2 separate regions of the Anser cygnoides genome follow, and region 2 is linked to region 1. A link is a contact called in public Hi-C data. All regions are on one chromosome and are shown on one strand. Each heading gives the region's core, a stretch centred on a gene start, on an enhancer-like site or on the middle of the called end of the contact. The rest is flanking DNA. Distances are from core to core; before and after follow the strand shown. Region 1 overlaps NCOR2 (nuclear receptor corepressor 2). Region 2 overlaps NCOR2 (nuclear receptor corepressor 2).

Region 1 (6,615 bases), core at 1,206-3,705:
GCGTGGATGGAAGTGGGAGCCACCAGAGAGAATAGCACTACAAAGAGGCGCGTATTTATATATATTCTTTAAAAAACAGGAAACCCTGTCCCGTTTGTGAAGCTCTTGGGTGGGGAGGGCTCTGAGGCTGTGGTGGGAAGAGACGGGAGGGGAACAGGACGTTTCCCCTCCGAAGAGGCCGATGTTTCCCCTCCCTGTCCCAAGAGCCACCCGTGGAGGGTCGCAGACCCCCTCGGCCACCGGCCAGGGTGGCTGCGGGGCTCGGGGCCGCAGCGGCTCAGGTGAAGCCCCGGTGGTGTTTCCGCAGGAAAGCTCGCACATCCCTCACCGTCCTGCCCCCTTTATGGCCAGGGCGGATATTTCACCCTCGCGGATCCCAGCAGCATCTCCGCCAAGGCAGCAGCTCGCCCCCTCTCTGCGCTGGGAACACGTCCCCGAAGTGACTGCTCCCCTGCCAGCGCCGACTCAGACAGAAAAACCGTTCCCAGCCCCGGATGCAGGCAGCCCAGTCTACGCCTCTGCATAACTCAGCTGTCCCCAAGGGCACGTCCGGCTCCATTGCATCACCCCGCAGGGCTGCGAGCAGCAGACTCAGCGGTTCTGCACCCAACACCTGTCTGCGGCCATTGCCCAGCAGCACCCCCGCGTTGGGACATCGCGCTGCCCGCGGGGTCACGGACCCTTCGCAAGCGATGGCCAAAGGGCCGCGGCCACGCGGGGACACAGCCGGGCATGTCCCTTTGCCTGGGGAGCACCTCAGTGGTGACGTTCCTAAAAAAAGAGCTCAGGAGAGAGCACGTGGGCACTGCCGCACGCAGCAGACGCCTCGCCTGGCCCTGGGGCCACGCAGTGCCCCACCTCTCCCCCCAGCCCTACCTGCTCTTGTCCACGGCGTCCTGTTCGTCCATCTCATCGGCGCTGCAGGTCGCGCTGGAGTCGCTGTCGGGGTTCACCCCGGCACCTTTGCTGCCTTTATGGCTCTCCTTCTTCTCGGCCTTGGGCGTCCCCTCCGCCCCCGCCGCCCCTCCGCCGCCAGCGCCGCTTTCCGCCTTCTTGTCATTCCCCTTGTCCTTCTCCTGGCCGTCCTCGCCCTCCTCCTTCTTCACCTCGCTCTTGCAGGGCTCCTCGCTCGCCTTCTCCTCCGGCTCCTCCGTTTTCACCACGTCCACCACCAGCTCCTCTTGGGCCTTCTCCTCGCCGCCGGGCGCCTCGGGAGCCGCCTCCGCAGGGGGGCTGGCGGCGGGCGCGGGGTTGGTGGCGGGGGCCGCGGGAGCGGCGGCAGCGTCGGGGGGCGTGGGGGCCTCTTCCAACTTGACTGCCGGTTCTGCGCCGGAGTCACCTCCCGGCCCGGGTGGTGCCTTGGCCCCGCTTTCGCCTCCCTCTTTGGCTTCGGGCCTCGGCGAGGGAATGCTCTCAGTGTCGGAGCTGTTATTTACTGCAGCTGAGAAAAGGGAAGAAATAAAAATAAGGATCGGGCTGAGATTCTCACTTCCCATACCGCTGCCTCCGCCCCCTCCCATGGGAGGAGAACGCCCTCGTTGCTCCGAGGGGGAGACGATCCCGGGGCTCGCGGCGCGGGGCTGGGATGCCCCGGAGATGCGCCGGGGGTCTCCCGGCTTGCCCAGCTCAGCATCTGCTGCGGCTGCCGCAAACCCCCACCCGAAGCCGAAACCACGCTCCCAGCAACTGGGAAGGAGGGTTTTGATGGAAAACCCTGCTGCTCGCTCCTGGCCTCCCTCACCCATAGCTCTGGAGCTCGGTTTTGCTCTGCCGGGCCCGGGAGCTGTGCGGCTCGCTGCCCGCCCGCTGGCACGGCGCGGCCGCCGCCTTACGTCCCGCGTGTCCCTGGCGCTGCCACCCCCAGGGCAGCTGGGGACCATCCCAAAACGCTGCGCCTGTTTGTTGTTGTTTGAGCCGCCAGAGGCGAAAGAAAGGAGGTCAGGGTCGGTGAGAGCAAAGCTCTGCCAGTGCTGCAGGACAGGTTAATTATTAAATGTAAAGGATCGTTCCTCAGATCTGCTCATGGCTTGAAACGGGCCAGGAAGGCCAGAGAGATGGAGGTGCTGCGGGAAGAGGGGGCCTGCAGCTGGAAGGGGATCGCTCCCTCCTGGCCTCCCTTGTACAAAGGAAGGCAGCGAGGGCCAGGCGACCGCACAACGCCCCCAACACGCCTCGGCACGGCCCCTTGGGGCACAGCCCTTGTGCTCCTGTCCAAAAGAGCTCCTTCCCAGGTGCCCCTTTACCTGCCTCTCTCCACAGCAGCCCATTTTGCTTCAGACGCCAGCAAAATGGGGGACACAAAGATGTGGCTGTCCCAGGAGCCACGCGTTTTGAGCACACCCGAGGTCTTCCACTTGCTGGGCACAGGACTGCAGGGCAGAGACATGCAGCCGCTCGGCCCCCCCGCGCCTGGTGCTACCCGATGTGAAAGGGGCAGCTGAGCCACGAAAAGGCTCAGCCGGGCGCTGGGCTCTGCTGCACTCGCTCTGGGCCCTGAATCCGTGGCGGGGGAGGCGAGGAAGGGAGCTGGGTGGAGATGGGAGCGCCCGGCTGGCCGCAAAGCCCCGGGCACCGGGCAAACAAGCACACGTGCCTCGCATGTGCAAGCAGACGGCTTGGACACAGGCGATTAATCACACGCTACAACCCGCGCCGAGTCCTTCTCCCCACCCCAGGGCCTGCCGCGTGGCCCCCGGCCCCAAGGTGCTCCCCACGGGTCTCCGAATGTCACCCCGGAGCCCGCGACCTTCCCGAGCAGAGCGCCGCTCTGACATTTCCGTGCCCGTGACATTTCATCAGCCTCTGCTTCCACGCTCGCTCCGCTCAACAGCCCGCTTCAGAACCAGGCCCCCTCCGCCCAACGGGAGGAATGAGAAATGAGGATTGGAGCTCTAGGAAGGTAAAGCTTCAGCGAGTGTCAAGAGATCTGTCTTTAATCTCAAAACCGCATTGTTTCCTCTCAGCCACTCTCACAAAGAGCAATAACTACCTTTTACTCCGCGGCTCTGAGTCACATATCACCTCGCACAAAGATTTACCTGGAATCTGCCTTGTAATGAGTCACTTCCAACAATGATTTGAAAAGATTTCCAATTTCAAGTCCCATTAGCCTGGGTGCTAAGGCCAGGAAGCAGCAGGGTGCCAGCAGTGCTGGTTAAGTTATTAAATTACTTTGACAAAAGTCAAATGGGGCTATTGTTGGAAAATTATGCACATTTTCTCCAAACTCGCTGCCGTGCTTTCTAAGCGATAAATAGCTGAAAATTGTCACTTTCAAGTTGTTTCCTTCCTTTCGTACGGCTGGGAGAGAGGAAAATGCTCCCTTAAAAGGGGAATGGGGAGGAAAGGACCCGCCGAGGTCCATCAGCCCTGCTGGACAGGGACTGTGGCAGCCCTGGGGGGGCTCAGCCGCCTGGGGCAGTGGTGGCCACGATGCCCTGACGGGACGGGGATGGGCTGTGCGAGCCCGGCGGGTTGCATCCATCCTCATGCATCACCCAGGGGCTCTCTGCTTTGTTTCCTCCAGCAGCCTCCCCCTGCGCCTCTCTCCGAGACCCCGCAGTGCCTGCAGTCTGCCCCGGCTCGGCCCCGTGCCCTGCCGAGCTGTGCAGGGCCTGCTTTTTGGAGGAAAACAAGCAGAAAGCTGATTTACGAGAGCCAACGCTCTGGGGAGCGTGTGCTGATGAAAACTGGAAATAAACCGGTGCAAGAAGGGCACTTCTTGCTTCTGTGGGGCGAGAAAGAGCCGCTGGGCATCACCCCAGGTGCCACCCTGCAGGGACAAGGTGCGCGCGGGGTGGAGAGGGGCCTGGGGAGCGCAGAGCTTTGTCACACCACAGCTGCACTGGGGAGGACTGGGAATGGCAGCGACTTCAGGTGACAGTGACTTGGCACCCCTGGTCCTCAAGAGCTCAAGGCAGCAGCGAGAGCTGCTCCTCCCTGCACACCCCTGACTCCTGAGACCCCCGGGGGTCCCCAGCAGAGGCCGGCTGGTGACTGAGCCTTTGCATTGCACAACCTTCCCAAAATACACATCCCTCCCGACGGACAGGGGAGGAGGGCAGCGATCCAGCGCAGTCCTCGCAAGCGTGAAATCCCGAGGCACCCGAAAGGTCACGAGCGCCTCGTGCTGCGGGACAGCATCACCTCGGTGCGGCTTCAGGGTGGCACACGCGGCCCCCTGGGAGCGCTGACATTTGCAGCCCCAGAAAGGCCACACACAGCACCTGAACTGCTCCGCCGTGGCTGCATGGCAATGCTGGGATGGCTGAGCACGTCCCCCGCCTCGACCCGCCTCACCTTCTGCCTCCTCGGCCATCTCCTCCTCGTTGCCGCTTGTCCCCGACACCTCCATCTCCTCGTCCTCGGCGGCGGGAGGGAAGGCAGCTTCTTCGCTCTGCACGGCGGTGCCTTTTTTCTTCTTCCTCTTCGCGTTCCTTTCCTTCTCCTGGGGGAAGAGGCAGAGGAAGGTGAGAAGGAAAAGCCCAGCGGGACGGGAGCCGCGCGGGAGCGGCCAGCACCCCTCCTGCCCAAAGGGACGCGAAGGGCACTAACACCGCTCTGAGCCCCAGCTCTGAGTCCTGATGCTCCCCACGTAGACCCTGCAAAAAGTGGCCGCCAGGACCAGACTCGCCTGCCCAAAGCCCCATGATGCGGTCTCGCCCAGCCAAAACCCTCGGGGCGGAGCAGGACACGGCGCACGCCAGGCACTCGCTGCACATGGGGCTGCCCCTCCGGAGGGAGCACGACTCCAGGGGAGGCCCTGGGGATGCTGCACCCCACGCACGGAGCAGATTTGGGGTTGGACGGTGGGTGAAGGATCCATCTAGCACTGCTGCGGCCGGGGCACAGCGTCCCCCTGCTCTCCCTCCTGCAGAGCTCAAGCCCTGGCAAGCCCCCGGGGCAGGGTCAGCGCTGACACACGGGTAAAGGATGCACGTGCAGGAGCCACTGGCACAGGGCTGCTCGCTCCTGTTTGCACTGCGTGCTTCCAGGGACTACCTCCAGCTTCACAAACGCCCTCGGCCGCATCCTGACGCCCACCCGCAGGTAGCAGAGCTGATGACCCACGCGCAGTGCAGCCAACACCGGAGCACACCGGCTTTCGTGCGTCCCGCTGCAGGAGCTGCCAAAGGACTTTGCCTCCTGCTGCTGGTGGGGACACTGGGTGCGTCACGGCATCCCGAAGGTGCCCAAACACCCCGTGCCCCGGTCCTGCCCTAGGGCAGCACCGTCCCTGCTCTCCAGGGCACGTGCCGCGGCCACGGGGCGCGCACACACTGCTCCCTCCCTCCCGCCCGCCGGCCTCAAGGAAAAGTCTCGCTTCTGCTATTGTTTCCTGCTCTTGTTGCTTGAATAAATATTACCAGTAGGAACAGGCCCATCATCTCCGGCTCTCCCTGCAAGCCCCACACGGATGACGTGTGTAGGACGTTTATTTACATGGATGAGAAGATAAAGCCGTGGCGGAAACATTAACTTTGCTGCTGGATCCCTGCGCTGGGAAGAGCCGGTCCCTCCCCTCCAACCCAACTTTCCAATCCTTTAAAAAACTTCCAGATAAAACAAACAAATCCAACGGCTTTTTGCTTGGAAACGCTGCTTGCTCAAAGTCTATTTTTATCAGGCTGGGCAGGAGAGAGGAAAAAAAAAAAAAAACAACACTCGAGAAACTGCTCTCTGAGGGGCTGGTGGCACCGTGGGAGGCGGGCAGGGCCCCTCCGTGCCCCGTCCCACCGCGGTGTCACCCGTGGTGGCGGCGGTCACGGTGCCCCAGCGCTCACACCTCTGTCAGGGCAGCGATTCGGTAAGTGCACGTTTTTGTCTGAAGCAGCAGTTCCCCGTCATGCTAATGCGATGACAAAGCTCCTACGTTACTATGGCAAAGACTTCTCTGCCTCTTACTCACGGGTCCGTGACTCAGTCAAGGCTGGGAGCAGGCTTTTTGCTGGGGAAGCAGCCGGGAAGCAGCCCCTGCCTCCACACCGCGCTCGGCTGGAGCCTGCGGAGCTGCCCGGGGGCACCTCAGGTCCTTCCCGCGGTGAAACCCAGCAGCAGGTCCCGGCCACATCCAGGGACGCGTTTGAGGCCACTGCCTCGCCTCCTGCCATGCTGGCAGCTCCGTGCCCCCCGCCCTGCCTTGCTCACGGGCACCGTCCCCTCCTGCTCTGTGCGTGCCAGCGCTGGGGACACAGGGCCCCCATCCTGCCGACAACCACGGGCACACCAGGCAGGAGCCCCTGCAGCCTGAGTGAAGCCAGCCGAGCGTCCAGGCGTCTCCCCCCACCACCGTGTGCTCTGCTTAATCCAAGTGACCACCAGCGAGGCCACGGCAAGGCACCAGCTCCATTCGCTATGCTCAGCTTTGGGTTATTTCGGCCCACGGGGGCTCTGCTCTCTGCCTGCCCCAGGTTCCTGCAGGGCCACCCAGCTCTTCAGGCCGTGGTGCCCCAGGAGCGGTCTGTCCTGGGGAGGGGATGCCAGCAGCCCCCGGGTACGGCACCTCTCTGGCCGCCTGCCCTGCCGGGGGAGAAACCATCCCGACATGTTTGGTGTCTCCTTGCCACCTCCAACTCATGCAGCTGGAGCAGCCAAAGCAGCTTTCAAACCCTGCTA
Region 2 (6,817 bases), core at 632-3,131, 150 kb after region 1:
GCCCCGCGCTGACCGTGCCACCGAGCTCCTGCCCCCAGCCCAGAGGCACAGCCACACGGCCAGGGCTAACCCTCCTCTGGCTCCGCAAGCCAAAGCCTTCAAAAGCACCCAGCCAGCCCCAGGCGAGATGCACACCGGGCATGCCTGCCCCTGCAAGTGGAGCCTGCAGGGGAAAAAAAGCTTCGCGTGGGCCAAGCGCGTCGTCAGGAACCCGCTCTGACGTCAGGAAATGCTGCTCGCACAGGCAGACCGGGGAAACACGTGGCACGTACATCGGGACCGAAGGATGCTGGAAGAGGAACACAAAGAAGGGAGGAGATGGAAAAAGACGACTCATTCAGGCATCGATGCAAAAGCTGGCATTCCCAGGCAGCCTTCCTCTAACTGGATCAAGAGACTCGGCGGCAGAACGCAGCCCGTGCACTCAGTGAGCCCACGTCAGCCAAGCAGAACCGAGCTCACACACGGCCCGAACTGGCGCATGGCAAAGAGCCACAGAAGGAGAAAATCCACACGCGTAGGAAGGCAGCTTAAAAGGAAAAGGGGAAAAAAAATTAAAAAAAAGAGGGGAGCAGGGGAAGCGTTTCATCATGCTTTTTAGAGCAACAAATTAGAAGGGAAGAAAAACAACATCAAGAACACGATCCAAAGCTGTGCTACAACAATAAGTCTTCGCAATTGTTTCAGGGAGCTCTGGATTGTACCCTTGCCAAAGGCACTGCCCAGGCTATTCAAAAAACTAAAAAAGCGTGAAGAACTATTCCCCCCCCCCAGGCACACCGCTACAGTACGCGGGACCCCGCGCATCTTCCTAAGACGTGGGACAGAGGCAGGGAAAATGTAAGAGGCCACTTGAACAAACCCCATCTAACAGTTCTGCAAGCAAAGCGAGATCACGGAGAAGATATTCAATAGCTGGTTACAAAACATATCAAATCCCAGAACAACCCAAAAAAAAAACAACTAGCTCAGGCTGGATGTGGAAACACGAGGCAAGCGAGATCAGAGGAAGTACGAAAATCCCTCTTGTGCAAGCCATAAAGCTAGGTACAGATTTGAGGACCCACGTCCAGCCACCGACCAGCAGCAGCGGCTTCACACGGGTTTGGAAACGAGGCTGAAATCCATAAAAATTTTCCAACTTCTCTCTTAATGCAGGAAATGGTAAGCCCTGAGCCTACCAACCATCATACCGGTCCTCTTTCAGGGGATTCATCATCCCCTTATTTGGGGCCTGAAATGGAAATATCAAAGAAAAAAAAAAGACAGAAAAGCAACCCGAGGACAGGGCTGAAGCCCGGCCACGCAATTCCGATGCCTCCGAAGCGCACGGCTGCTTTCTGTTTATGTTCAGCCACAGCTTCCCCTCCACACCCCCCTCCTTCCCCTTACACACTGATATGCCATTTCAGATCTCCTATCTGCTGCCTCTGCCCACTGCATCCTCAGGGTTTAAAATAAGAACGCTAGGACAAATGCTGGGTAAACCCAGTCGCTATGAATACTGCAGAAGCAGCGCGGCCGAGGGATATTGCAGCCTAGTCATATGCTTCGATATTTTGTCCCCAAGAGCTCGGCCAATCCATTTAGCAATAGAGCAGGATTCTAATAATAGATACAAGGATACACAGGAGATAAATGTACACAAGCCAAAAATAAACTCCAGCCTTGCTATAATTTCAATGCAGGAGCTAAACTGGGAAATGATAAATGAACACAGTTTCCACAGTTGAGTCAAGAGGAAAATTTAACTCCCACCCTCCCAAGAGCAAACACGTTGCACGCTGGGTGGGAAACTTTCCGAAAGCTGAAGGGTTGGATGAGCATTACTTTTTAAATACGTTTCTCATTATTTCAAACGACACCAGAAAACGCTTTACAGTGTTCCAGTGAAACTAGAAGCAGATATTAAGCAACTGTGCATGTTCTCGAACAGCGAGCTGCCTGCAGTTGCGGGGCTAACATCCAGCTCGAAAGCTGCCTTCGGCTCCCCGAGAGCGGTGTAGCTGCGCCGAAGCTCATTTCGATCTCAGTAAACGATCTCAAATTAAAGCTTTAACACGCTCATACACAGCTCTAAAACTCCTACATACGTTTTCCCTTTATGAGTTTTAGCCCGTCTCCAGTCTACGCGCTAACCACGCTCCCCCCGCAGCCCCTGCCCTGGCTTCAGAAAGCCAGCCCTGGCGTTTCATGGGATTAACCGTTTCCACACACAAGTCACCCGAGGGCTAACTCTGCCCTTCCCGCAGGAATACCCGGAGGAGCCTCAGGGATTTCACAACCCTAAGCCACGTGACGCCACCCGTTACACACAGCCACCTACTGCGTGATCGAGCCGAGGCGCGCGCACCGCGGGCCAGAGGGGAGCTGCGATCGCCTGGCCTGCCCCCACTGAGATGGCTCGAGCCCAGGGCTTCACCCAGCTGCTCTCGGATGTATCCCAGGCTCTGGGCTCCCCAGCAGCCTCTGTGCCCCTCCGAGCCCACCCCAAAGGGGCTCCAGACCCACAGCACCCATCGGCTGCAGCGACCTGCCCGGGGTCCGCAAGGCGCCCTAAGAAGCGGCACAGCCACACCAAGGTGCCTGCAAGCACTGCCGCCTTGACAAGCTCTGCTTTTAACCCGCAGCTCCCAGGATGGTACCAGGTCAGCCTTCTTCTGTCCCCGAGCACCTGAAGGGGTCCCCAGGCAGCCCTGATATTTCTCCCATCTGATTCTCTCAAGCTCTCACAAGTCAACAGGCACAGGGTCGTTATCCAAGAGTGATGCAAAATGGGCCAGAGCAGATCTTGAACCACATTCAAGCCCTTCCTCCGCTGCATGACTGCTTGATCCTCTCCTCCCTTAAAAAACAGCCCTGTCTGTGGCTTTAGAGCCCATTAAAGGGCACATCTGGGGGCTAACGACCACATGAGCATCCTTCTTTGGGCAGCTTTTGGGTCGGAAGAAAGTCATTAGCAGATCATTACCAGATTGATGAAGGTGTAGGAAACTGCTCAGAAGCCCTGTCCGAACACTAACGCGAGGACAGGTAGGATGGTCCCAGAGGTCTCATCCAGGTTCAGAGCTCATTCCGTGCTGCAGAACTGGACCATTACCTCTGCTCACCCAATTAAAAAGGAGCAAACAGCCACGCTCAGGATGGAAGAGACCCTTTGCATCAAACCGGGGACATCTGGCACGCTTTGCTGAAGGTCTCCGGTCATGCACACAAGGTATAATGCTATCTAGTAATCTCAGGAAACATCCATGGGTTTTTCAGCCTCCTCTAGAAATTGAGATTCAACAGGAAACCACAAATACACCAGGCAATTAATTTTTCTTTACCAAATGTTTTCAGTCATGTCGCAATTTTAACAGTAAGCAAACTCTTTGGGTTCCTTCCAGTTCTTGTGCAACGATGTTCCTCATTTTTCATTTTATTTTTTTTTTAAATAATCTGGCTGAGATTTTCGAAAAGAATTTAAAACAAGTTAGGAAGCCGGTTCGAACGGAGCATACTCTCTCCACTAAATATTTACCCCCCAAGAGGTTTTTATGTCACACAGCGGAGGTTTTCTACAAAGAAAACAAATAAAGACTTTTCCCAGCTAAAAATACCAAGAATAGCCTAAGAAACAAGAGCAGAAAAACATATCTACCGACACAGGCAACACCAAGCTCTCTGAGCCACATAAATAAAAGTCTCATTCAAACATTCCCCCCTTCCCTCCCAGCACCATTCCAGGAGAACAAAGAAACATTAAGTCTTACTTTCCTGGTGTACATTTGATCAGACCTTCTGTTAACACAATATGACAACAGCAATGAAGGGAAGAATATCACAGCTAAACAACCGTCTACCATTCCCCTTCCTTCTGCTGAGTCCTTGCTGACGCAGGGATGGAGCAGCTGCTGTCTGTTTTTAAACAGCTCCATATTTCATAAGAAGCTGCTGATTTCTGAAAGGACAGAAAACCCAGCCAATGGCTTACAAAATAAGAACCAAATGAAAGCAATTCAGGACACAGTATTTAAACATCATGTCCATTTGCACAGCTTCCTTCCAAGACACCACCACAGCTGAAATCCCTGAGACGACTTCATCCTCTACCTTACCCCAACCGCCTCCATTACCCCATCAGCACAACTTCTAAGTGTTCATTTAAAAAGAGCAGAGGACTCTGGAAAACCTATCCCATGGCTCTAGAGAAGAAAATCTTGAAATATGGGAGAAAAACCAATGCCTCCAGCTCGACACAATCATAGGAACTACAACAGCACCAAGTTAACATTACCCTTCCCAAGTCCTGCCTTCTGCTGCCTAGGGGCACTGTATTAACATTAAATTGTCGCTTGGGATGGAAAGATTCTCCTTGCAGGACCCAGCCACATGTCTTGAACATCTGAACACTCACCAGCAAAAGATACAGATATAGATATTTATTTTTAATCAGGGATGTATCAGATCTCTGGAAAGACTCATCACTACTGAAATTCCATACTTGGCTCTTAAAAATCTGCATCATAGGATACAGGTCACTGAGTATTAGGATCTCAAAAGAAAGGATGTTAAGCCTTTTCTGTTCTGACTCTACAGCTCTCACTTCGGCTGTTAAAAATAATGTGTTACACCAGGCAAGTCCTTCCTGAGAGGCTCCAGATGCCTGCTGTCTCCTTCCCAGTTAATAGCTGTAGTAACAATACCGCTTTTTAGACTGTTTGTATCATGTTGATTAGCTTGGATAAAGACTTGGAAAAGGAGGAGGGAAAAGAGAACATGCAGTGGGAGGAGGACTTAAAAAAAAAAAAAAAAAGTCTTTCATCTGCTCTAATAATTAGCAGGTCATGCTGAAAATGATCAGCATCCCTTTAAAGCAACTGTGCATGAAATGTGCAGAGCCCTGCTCAGGTCACTGCACCCGTGCAAGTCACTTAGCTGTATCAGTCACCAAGACCTCGTGGCTTGCTGAAGTCCCCTGGCTTCCTGCGGGCTCCGGCCGACATCCTTCTGATCCCTTATCCCCTCTCTGGCAGAGGCAGGGTAGCAAGGCTTGCCAGTCTTGCCACAAGGGAGGCAAGCACAAAGGTGCTGAGGCAAATCAAAGGCTAATTATAGGTTTGCAAAGGGCCTTCAGATCCTCTGATAAAGAAGCACAGGGCAATGCCTTGCAAAGCATTTGCCATCCCTGGAGAAAATTAACTGAGTGCAAGAGCCTCGTGTTCTTTGCCTGTAGGTCCCTTTTCCCAAGGAGACAATCAGCAAAGAGGCAGACTCTGCCCAAACATGACAAGATCTCTTATTATTCATCGCTGTAGCTGCAGTCCCAGACGTCTCTGCAATGCCCACGTTGATTCACCCAAACAGCCTTCCCCTCCCTGAGGTGCTCTGCCAGCTGTGGATCCCCAAGTCCAGACAAGCTTGTATGCTACCCTGAAGACCCTGCCTAGGACTTCGTACACAAGCCCTAGCCCAAAACTAACAGCAGTGAAGAAAAAAAGCAAATTAACAAGCCAGTAACAGCTCTGTGGTCATTTGGGCTCCCTCTCCTCCCCACATCTACCCTCGCCTTTGCCAAAGCTGGCACTTTTCCTGGAGGGGCAGAACCAGCTCAGCTGGAGCACAGGTCCTTTAACAGAACTGTCCTCCTCCAAAGAGGTGAGGAGATGGTTATGATGACGATAATTCTTTCTCTCATGTACTCACATCCTTCTATTAAGGACACATTACCTCAAAGGTCAGTAATTGCAAGCCATAGACAGCTCTGGCCTTGACAGCCCATCTTCGAAATGCACTAAGTGCCTGACCACGGGACTGTGCCCAGGATAGCAAGAGACTGCTGCTAATGTGCTGTCTGGCAAGAGGAGAATTTCCTCTGGCAGCTGTGATGGCTGTGTCTTCTCAAGTGTCTTTAATTTCAGCGGCTTTCCTCCCCTTCAAAATAGTCCTCCTGCCTCAGCTTAATGCTTATTCCGAGACAGGCTGACACGCACCTTTAAAGTGCTGCTTGAAAGAAGCCTGGAAACGTGGAAGTTAAGAGATTACTTTCAAATAAAACGACGGGTTAAGTCATCTCGTCCGGCCATGTCCCCGAGCCTCACCGCAGGCACTGCTGTCGAGCCCTCTCCCAGCTGCTTTACAAAACCAGGAGCAACTCCCCAGGTATGCGGAGGGACAGGAAGGACGGGGACAGCCAGCGTGGCACAGAAACCAAGGAAAAAGCACCGGGATGGCCTGACTCTTCCCTAGTCACCTCTAAAAATGCTGCCTGAATCCTGACAGCCACCAGGGCCTGTCTGGGAGAGCAGCAGGAGCAAAGCAGAAACCCTTGGCAGGAAGGGAAAACACAGCTTTAAGCAGCGGAGGCTGAAATCACCCAAACTCCCTCCGGTAAAGCAGAACACCGCCGCCGCAATGCTCACAAGGCAATCGGGAAGGAGCCGAACCAAACTGAAGCATAAAATACTTCAGTTTTACTCTGTGGTACCTGCGCGTGTTCATCTGAGAGAGGTGAAACTTCTCCGAGGGCAGAGCGGAGTACGGCAATGAGAAACCGACAGCAATGATCAGAAAGGCATCGTCCATACATAATTTTGAATTTAATGCAATTAGGCACCCTGCTAACTTCATTACTCGTTTAACCGGACCGCTCGCTCGATTTGTGTTACCGCGGTTCCAGCCGCCGGCCCTGGGCCCGCCTCAGCGGCCGCACGCCGACAGGCCGCAACTGGGAAGCGGCCCGGCGCAGGCGGGAGCCCTGGCCACACGCTCACCTCTCCCGGGACGGAGGCATTTCCCAGCTCCTGCGTCTTGGGTTTTATGCCCTTGTTGGTCT

The links. Hi-C and Micro-C count contacts between places; a contact is called where the count stands out from the background.
Region 2: a Hi-C map of liver shows a contact between it and region 1, with 5 times the contacts expected there. The contact joins two enhancer-like sites. A contact is called at or near these places in 2 of 7 Hi-C or Micro-C datasets (both in liver).

Annotation. Positions count from the first base shown.
Region 1 is chr17:4,019,751-4,026,365 of Taihu_goose_T2T_genome, forward strand. NCOR2 (nuclear receptor corepressor 2) reads right to left here. Exons shown (of 47, transcript XM_066979209.1): 19 at 4,300-4,447; 20 at 877-1,441. Among named protein-coding and RNA genes, the nearest start is that of RFLNA, 72 kb to the left of the region's middle. Within about 2 kb of position 2,456, at least 2 of the 3 cell types and tissues checked have open chromatin away from gene starts, as enhancers often do. A contact at or near this core is called in liver, where this site is marked.
Region 2 is chr17:4,171,065-4,177,881 of Taihu_goose_T2T_genome, forward strand. The region is part of intron 1 of NCOR2 (nuclear receptor corepressor 2); the gene reads right to left. Among named protein-coding and RNA genes, the nearest start is that of NCOR2, 40 kb to the right of the region's middle. Within about 2 kb of position 1,882, at least 1 of the 3 cell types and tissues checked has open chromatin away from gene starts, as enhancers often do. A contact at or near this core is called in liver, where this site is marked.